Linked DNA regions of Zea mays: regions 1 and 2 are each linked to region 3. The links are chromatin contacts, called in public Hi-C maps. All regions are on one chromosome and are shown on one strand. Each heading gives the region's core, a stretch centred on a gene start, on an enhancer-like site or on the middle of the called end of the contact. The rest is flanking DNA. Distances are from core to core; before and after follow the strand shown. Region 1 holds the start of LOC103637646 (G2484-1 protein). Region 2 holds the start of LOC100275326. Region 3 holds the start of LOC100275599 (Ribosomal L18p/L5e family protein).

Region 1 (2,700 bases), core at 1-2,500, 320 kb after region 3:
TCACCTATTCACCCCCCCTCTAGGTGCTCTCACTATCTCTACCACAAAAGGAATTATACAACATAAGTTCCAATCCTATATTCTAAACTAAGAATAGAAAAGATTGTAACTTAAGTAATCAATGTAAATGCAGAAGCTAAAGAGCAAAAGTAGAGATTTCAAACTCCCGTGGACGCGTCGATATTTTTACTGAGGTATCCGGAACCGTGCAATGTCCCGACTAATCCTCGCTGGTGTCCCTATGCAAAGGTAGCCAACGCGAGGGCCAAACATCTAGTTGAGTAACTTCGTAGAGAGTCACGACCTTCTCCACACTCAAGTGGTGCTCCACTTCAGGCCTCCTCTCAAACGCTCTCCGCCGTCTTCACTATCAAGCTTCTGTCCGAAACACCGTGGGCGTCGTTCCCTCCGGTACACGGTGACGGACGCACCACAAATGCGGCTGGTGTGGTCTCGCAAGACTCTTGCCCCACTCGGTACAATATTACAACGGCTCGCGCAAGAGCTGATGGGTTTTGAGGGTTTTTTCTGAACTCACTTAAGCTAACTAGGAACAATCTAGAGCAAGCGCATAAGCGGGTGTTTGGTTTCACCCAACTAAAGTTTAGGGCTTAGAGCTTGTTCGGTTAGCTTTCAATCCATGTTGATTGAGTAGGATTATGTGGGTTTAAATCTCAATCAAGTCAAACTTCTTCTTAATTTTTTCCAATCCCATCCAATTTATGTGTAATGGGATAACCAAACAAGGCATTATTTGCTTGGGACCTGGTAAATCTGCCTGGGCCAGACACGTCCTCAGATCGTCGATTTCGAGTGCCTGGCAGTTGGATGCATCTGCATGGCCGGCACGCCTAGGCCAGGTCACCAACCAAACACGCCATTAGTCACTGCCGTATCGACTGCTTAATAACAATTGCGAGTATTAAATATAGTTTAATTATAAAACTAATTGCATGGATGAAGACTAAAAAACAAGATTAATTTGTTAAATCTAATTAAGCATATATTTAATATTCATTTAATATTCAAACATGTAATATGACACGAACTAACCTTTATTAGAGAAATCAAATACCTAATTAGTGTTATATTAAATGTTTGAATATTAATTATGAGTGTTAAATATAAATTTAATTAGATTTAATAAATTTGTCTTATCTTTTAGTCTTCAATAATATAGTTTTCAATAATTATATGATAGTTAATATATGTAATTATCAATCAAATAAACGTTTGATATGATATGTACTGAGTTTTAGTACTAGTATGAACCAAACAGCCAAGCCTTACTGGTGTGCCTGGCACGCAGGCCGCGTGGATCCTGCACAGCCGGACCACAAAACCCCGCCCCACCAGGCCACCACGGACAACCACACCCCTCCAGTCTCCACCCTGCTCCGCTCTTGCTCCCGCTAGTTGCAGTTCGTCGCCGGCCGCAACCCCTCTCCCCCGCCGTTTGGGGTTCGCCTCCGTCGCTGCTGCAGGAGCTAGGGTTTCCGGCGTGGGCAACCGGGGTATGTGCAGCAGCTGCCGCACTGCAGGATCTAGGGTTCCGACGACTCCGCTCACGGATGGAGGGTGGTAGAAGGGCGAGCGAATCCCTCTCGGTACATCTCCATTCCTCCTTATGTTTTTCTTCTTCACGCGGCGTGCCTCGCTTCTGTGCCGCAGTGTGCGAGGCTTGTAGTGGGTCATCCGGGGCGCGCGCCTGTAGCTTGGTGCCTTGGTGGTTTAGGGTTTGGGATGGGTGGCGCTTGAGCTTAGCCACCTTGTTTTCGGGTTGTTTTGAAGGCGTAGTTACGGATTACAGCTTGGCACTCGGAATTAGGGTTTGGAGCCTTTTATTTTCAGTAGCCTCGTGTGCTTTGCGGTCAGACTGGTTGAGGGCTTGGTTCAATCCGACTGCTGTAAACCAAAGCTTTACTTGCAAGTAATGTTTTGCTGGGAGTTCAGTGCTAGTGAGCGCATGGTCCTGGGGTCAAAATGCACCGCACATGTTCTATTCATCAGCCAGGAGGGGGTATGGTCTTAGTTGACGGAGAATGCTCTAGAAAATGTAGAATTTGCACTTCACTTTTGGCGTTTTTAAAACAGCCACACATATGTTCAGTGCGAATTGCAATTTTGTGCGGGTCATTTGGTATGCAACAATCATCATTACTGGGTACTAGGTGGCAGTCTTATAGAGACGTCTGAGATGCTGCCTACTGCCTAAAATACTATCTCGCTCTCTCACATACACTGATATACACTCACACATGTTTTGTGCAATGATTTTCACACATCTGCCTGGGTAGTTTTGCTCCCATATATGAATTATGTTATATATAAATATGGTTCTCCGATATTTTTTGCTTGTATTTTGTAGGCATACACCCATGGATCATGATGATACTGATTTTCAGAGCCAAAACTTTCAACTAGCTGGTGAAGGCAGTAACAAATTCTCATCAGGTTTGCGACCATTTGCACTACCAAAACTTGATATTGAGGACCAATTACAAGGCCATCTTCGATTTGATAATTTGATAGATACAGAAGCATTTTTCAGTGTACAAGGGCACGGGAATAGTTGGATTGAGGTTCTGTCCACTGGAAGCAGTGTTGTTGATTTTAGCTCTAGCGCAGCTGAATCTTGCTCAATATCTAAAACTAATAATGTCTGGTCAGAGGCAACATCCACTGAATCTGTCGAAATGC
Region 2 (2,700 bases), core at 135-2,634, 510 kb after region 3:
TCAAAGCAACAGCCACAAGAATAACTAGTGATAAGAAAAGAATGGCCAGTTTACTAGTATCCCTTAACTGGCAAGAGACTCTTCTGTAAACATATTTACAGATAGAAAGCTAGAAGTACAAGCAAAGCATGCAACATGAAAGCAGTGTCCGCAACAACCTGAAGGAAAAATTTAGGCAATTGACCAATTAGCTCATTATACAAGATGTAGTCGCAAAAACCACATCTAGGTGAATAAGTTGCACAGCTGAAAATATGCGACCAGCTAAGAAGTCAACATGCTACCTCAAGATAAAACATAGAGACATTACAATGGAACATCAAAACGAATAGTCAGTTTGCACCAGATCCAAAAGAACACTATAGAATCCATGCAGCATCTCTTTTTTGTGATGAAAAATTCTTGCCTTTTGATGTCAAAACTAAACTATTGGTTCATACCACACTGTGAGTTAAGTGTCAGAAAAGGAACCAGTGGGCAAAGTATTTCCTTCGATTGGCACAACAACACGAGTTGATGTAGGTGGGCTTACTGACCATCCACACAGGGAGTGCCACCAAAGAGGCTGCGGTGTGTGGTTGGCTAATTAGCCACCAAGTCCAAAAACAGACTTAATCATAACCTTCTATGTTTTTCAGCAGAATATATCGGCCATAGACATCGTTATTGAAATATGCGATTGGATAAGAAGTCAGCATGCTACCTCAACATAAAACATAGAGACATTACAATGGAACATCAAAGCGAATAGTCGGTTTGCACCAGATCAAAACAACAATATATAATCCATACAGCATCGCTTTTTTTAACGATGAAAATTTCTGCCTTTTGATGTCAAAACTAAACTATTGGTTATTACCGAGTTGTGAGTTAAAGTGTCAGAAAAGGAACCACTAGGCAAAGTATTTCCTTCGATTGGCACAACAACACGAGTTGATGTAGGTGGGCTTACTGACCATCCACACAGGGAGTGCTGCCATTGAGGCTGCGGTGTGTGGTTGGCTAATTAGCCACCAAGTCGAGATACAGACTTAACCATAACCTTCTACGTTTTTTCAGCAGAATATGTCGGCCATGGACATCGGTATTGAACTGAAGTTAAAAGTGGCCCGCCATTACAAATCCAACAAGCAACAGATCTAGAAACTTCGATAATCAAATATATCATAGCAAGATGTTTACCACGAAAATAGGAGGGGGAAGGGGATTACCCAGACGAAATCCACCGGTGAAGTTTTTTTCTTCAATAGGAACTGCTACGGTAGCCAAGGACGGGGTGGCAACAGACAGCTCCGGAGCTGGGAGCGGCGGCTAGGGTTTTAAAGTTGGCCTAGCGAATTAGGGTTCCTTCGATGTTACTCGAACACTTCATGCATCGCTCTCGTAGGCCGAGCCGAGCTACTACTTCAATATATTGTGCTTTTGGTCCGCTAACTCGAACGTCCAGGATTTGAAGGCCCAAATGTGCGCACTAGTGCTTCAGCACCTGGTCCAATAAGGTCAAACGATGGGCTGGCCATCATCATCTAGCCCGCGTGTGATTCATTCGCGATTGGGGCATTGGGCTAGAGAGCTCCTATCAATTTGTATTGTCCTCTCCAGGATAAACAATTTGTATCGGGGTCTGCACCGTGTGTACATCTAAGTCATCTATAGTTATGAGTGCATATTGCAAAAGAAAAAGTTTTATAATTCATTTGTGATCATGGCTATACATAAATTTTGTTATTTTAATCTAGCTATTTCACCACTACATTATAACTATCAGTAACATGCATACTTTTATATACAATATGATTTTAATAATATCATGTCAATTGCTTCATTTAAATGCTAAGACTATCACAATAAATTACAAACTTATACAAATCTTAGGGAAATATCACAAACGAATAGTCATTAATATATAACCATTACATCCCATTAATAATGTCCACAAGTCACCATACGCTACATGTCTTTTATCTCATGTAAGCATCGTATTTCTATGCAACTGACTTACAATCAACTTTTTAAGCACTTCTATTTCCTGTCACGGAGAATCCTCAAATTGACAACTAACTTGTTTTCTCTATAGCATTTCCCGTGACCCCTACACGAAAATAGTATGAAAGCATGTTTTTAAACAAAGAAACAACAAACAAAAGATTTCATGAATACAACTAACTTGACCTACCAATGATTGGCCACGTTGGATTTTGAGAAAAAATGATTTGCATGGACCAGCTCCAATAAATGATAAGCACCTATGACCTGACAGAAGCAATAGAGCATTAGCAGATACAATGTGACTATCAGAAGCTAGTAAATAGAAACACAACATGAATCCTGTCAAAAAAAAAGAACCAAATCACTAGAGATATAAAACTCATAATATGTCAACACCAAAATAGGTGTGCGCCAATGACAAAAAATAATAAGCTCATAAATATATGTAGAACGCAAGAAGAAATGGTCTATTTCATCGACTGTGCCAAGTAGGTAAGGTCTACATAGCCATGAACACTTCAAAGCAAGACAATATATACATTCTACATAGCCATGAACACTTCAAAGCAAGACAATATATACATTCATTGTACAGCATAAAACCCAGAGATATAGCACTACAACTCCATGTCTCCATATATATATATATATATATATACATATATATATATATATATATATATTAACAAGTACATTAGCATGTTCTTTGGA
Region 3 (2,700 bases), core at 63-2,562:
AGTCTTCGACACGGCTCTTTTTGGTTCCAGTACTAATCTTAGACACATCTTTTGACTAAATACTTTTCCATTGTAGCCTCCCAATGTTTTCCGATCAGTTGATCGTTTCTGATCGCCATAGGAGCGATCAAGTCAATCAGAACGATTAATCGGATGATCAGGCCGATTAATCGCTTTCTGATCGGTCGATCAGACCTCCTAATCGTCCAAACATATAAAAGCCGATCAGGCTGCCTATATATAATATATATTACTAAATTCTAAATTATTTTGCAGTTTGACAGTTTAAAGATAACAGTAAAGAAAATATACACAGTTTAGAAGCTCTATGGAAATTGGAGAACCATAATAATTTGATGCAACAGTGTCTAGTTTCAAGAAAATCACTGCCCAGATCTAGCAATTAAGTTGCAGTTAGAACTTAGAACTTAGAAGTATCAAGATCTCACCTCACACAAAACCATAACCTCTATTCCTCTTCCCTGGACGAACCAACTTTCTTGCACTCTGAGTCTGAGAAATAATTTACCATCTGCAGCAACAACCACACAAAACAATGGAATCAATTAATCAAACAAAAATCCCAGCAAAGTTAGGAACACAACAAAAATCACAGGATAAGTGTACCATCTGCTTTCTCCTGCACTGTATGGCTGTCAGACATTACCATAGGTAAAAGTAAAACATAGTAAAAAACAGTACAGCCATTGCAAACTCACAGGAACGGGTTAATAAGCCATTACATTAGTAAAACTGCATTGCTGCAGGTTGTCCAGCAAAAAAGTACAAAGTCCAACTGCAGCAAAGTCAAACATGAAACAAATGAGCAAATCTTCATCCACTTGATAAGTGATAAATGATCTACTAGCTAAAGTAAATCTTCATCCACTTGAAATGCATTTTCAGTCCCAAATGAGCTAGAAGGCCCAGAACCATCTTCCTCATTCATTTGCATTTCCTTCCTCAGATTCTTCATCATCTTCAAGGATCTCATTTTCATTAATAACTGGGTGGGGACTGGCTCGGATCGGATCACAAATTCACAACGAGCACATCACATGAGCACAGCAGGGCAGCAGGCCACTCAACGGTGAACACTGAACAGGAAGTCGGGGAGACGGGGACTGGGGAGAACTGGAGAAGAGAATCAGACATCAGAGATCACCTGCTGCAGCAGGCCGTCACCGTGCTGGGGAGTGGGGACCGAGAGGGGGCACCAGCCGCCAGTCGCCGGTGGCGCGGCGCCAAACCGTCGCCCCGTGTGATGTGCTCTTGTTAGGGTTCCTCGATGGCGTCCGTACGTGCTGCGTGGGAGTCCGGCGGCTGGCGCTCTGCTGCTGAGCTGCTCTCGTCTCAAAACCGTGCATGGGCTCTGCGTACAGGACGGTTTAGTGGGCTGCAGTGGGCCAAATCAAATGGGAAGAAAAATACGAAGTGGGCCAGCCAGCCAGACCAAAACTGAAAATTCCTAGGCAAACTAATCGTCCGCGACCGGATCGGACAGAATCGCGACTATTCGATCTACTACTATCCCTTTCTATCCAGCGGGCCCCAGTTTGCCAGTGCCAGAGTTTTAACAAAAAAACACACTTTGACAGTGCCAGCGTTTTAACAAAAAAAATACTGTTTGCCAGTGCCAGCGTTTTTAACAAGAAAATAGCAGTCGTGCAGTTTTGAAGCCGTGACCATGCCTGCCAGATTGTATTCTTGGGTGCCAGTGCCGCCCAGACAAATACAACCCAGATAGCCTTAGACTGACTGCAACGCTCCCCCTTCCCCCCCTCCGCTAGCACTGTTCACATTTTAGAGGATACAGTTCCCCCTACATCCCGCAGCGGCGCGCGCTATCCGCTCCCCTCCGCTGCGACCCTACTCTCTCTCACGCCAGATGCAGGGGGTCACTGTGCACTCCCCATCGCCTGCTTCTCACGGAAGAAGCCGCCCGCGCCAGACACCGGACACTTCACGCTCGACGTCTCTCCCTTTTGACGCGTCTGTGGAAGGGCGATTTCCGGCGACGCGGCGGCGGATCTGCCGCGGGAAGGTCGCGTCTGCGCTGGTCCCCGTCGGCTGTGTAGAAGACGAAGTGGAGGTGGTCAGCAGGCAGGTCTGTTCGCGAGCGAAGACGAAGAGGCCTCAAATCCGCTTCCGCCGAGGTTTGTCGCGACCGCTTCCTTCCTTTCCGGCTCCGAGCATCGACGGCTACCTCAGATCCGGACATCAACGCTTCGATTCGTGTTGTTTCGGCCGTAATCTTCGGTTCTTGAGGTACGCCCTTCATCTTGTATACTTTGTCTACTTCATGCGCCTCCCTTTGATGAATGAAATTCAACACCAATCGACTATTCCAGTTAACCGAAGTTCATTACATGTGACACCAATGGACTATTCCCCGCACCAAACATGTACACAGATCTGGTGTGGCTTTTAGGGTTTTTTTATGGGAGTGAACATCCGGCGGAATAACCTTGATATTTACCAAACGAAGGGAAGTCCAAACGATTACGCCCTATTGCTCTGCCGATTCGCATTTACTTGAAACCCTAGATTATGCCTAAACTTCGAAGGTGCGTTAAACTGTCAAGTGTTGTGGCACATTATTTTGGTCCCCACTTTCCAGTACAATTGACCATTTACGAATGTTTGTGCATGATTCATCCTAGGTTAACCCAAAAAGTCTAACCTTACCCGCGCCTAAGT

What was found. Hi-C and Micro-C count contacts between places; a contact is called where the count stands out from the background.
Region 1: a Hi-C map of leaf shows a contact between it and region 3, with 10 times the contacts expected there. The contact joins the promoter of LOC103637646 here to the promoter of LOC100275599 in region 3. A contact is called at or near these places in 9 of 25 Hi-C or Micro-C datasets (bundle sheath, ear, endosperm and 4 more).
Region 2: a Hi-C map of endosperm shows a contact between it and region 3, with 5 times the contacts expected there. The contact joins the promoter of LOC100275326 here to the promoter of LOC100275599 in region 3. A contact is called at or near these places in 6 of 25 Hi-C or Micro-C datasets (ear, endosperm, leaf and 2 more).

The regions. Positions count from the first base shown.
Region 1 is chr1:91,710,276-91,712,975 of Zm-B73-REFERENCE-NAM-5.0, forward strand. LOC103637646 (G2484-1 protein) reads left to right here and starts at 1,251. Exons shown (of 17, transcript XM_008660081.3): 1 at 1,251-1,607; 2 at 2,369-2,700. The coding sequence starts at 2,379.
Region 2 is chr1:91,895,983-91,898,682 of Zm-B73-REFERENCE-NAM-5.0, forward strand. It overlaps LOC100275326, which reads right to left and starts at 1,385. Exons shown (of 2, transcript NM_001327844.1): 1 at 1,212-1,385.
Region 3 is chr1:91,390,235-91,392,934 of Zm-B73-REFERENCE-NAM-5.0, forward strand. LOC100275599 (Ribosomal L18p/L5e family protein) reads right to left here and starts at 1,313. Exons shown (of 4, transcript NM_001374575.1): 1 at 1,166-1,313; 2 at 450-532.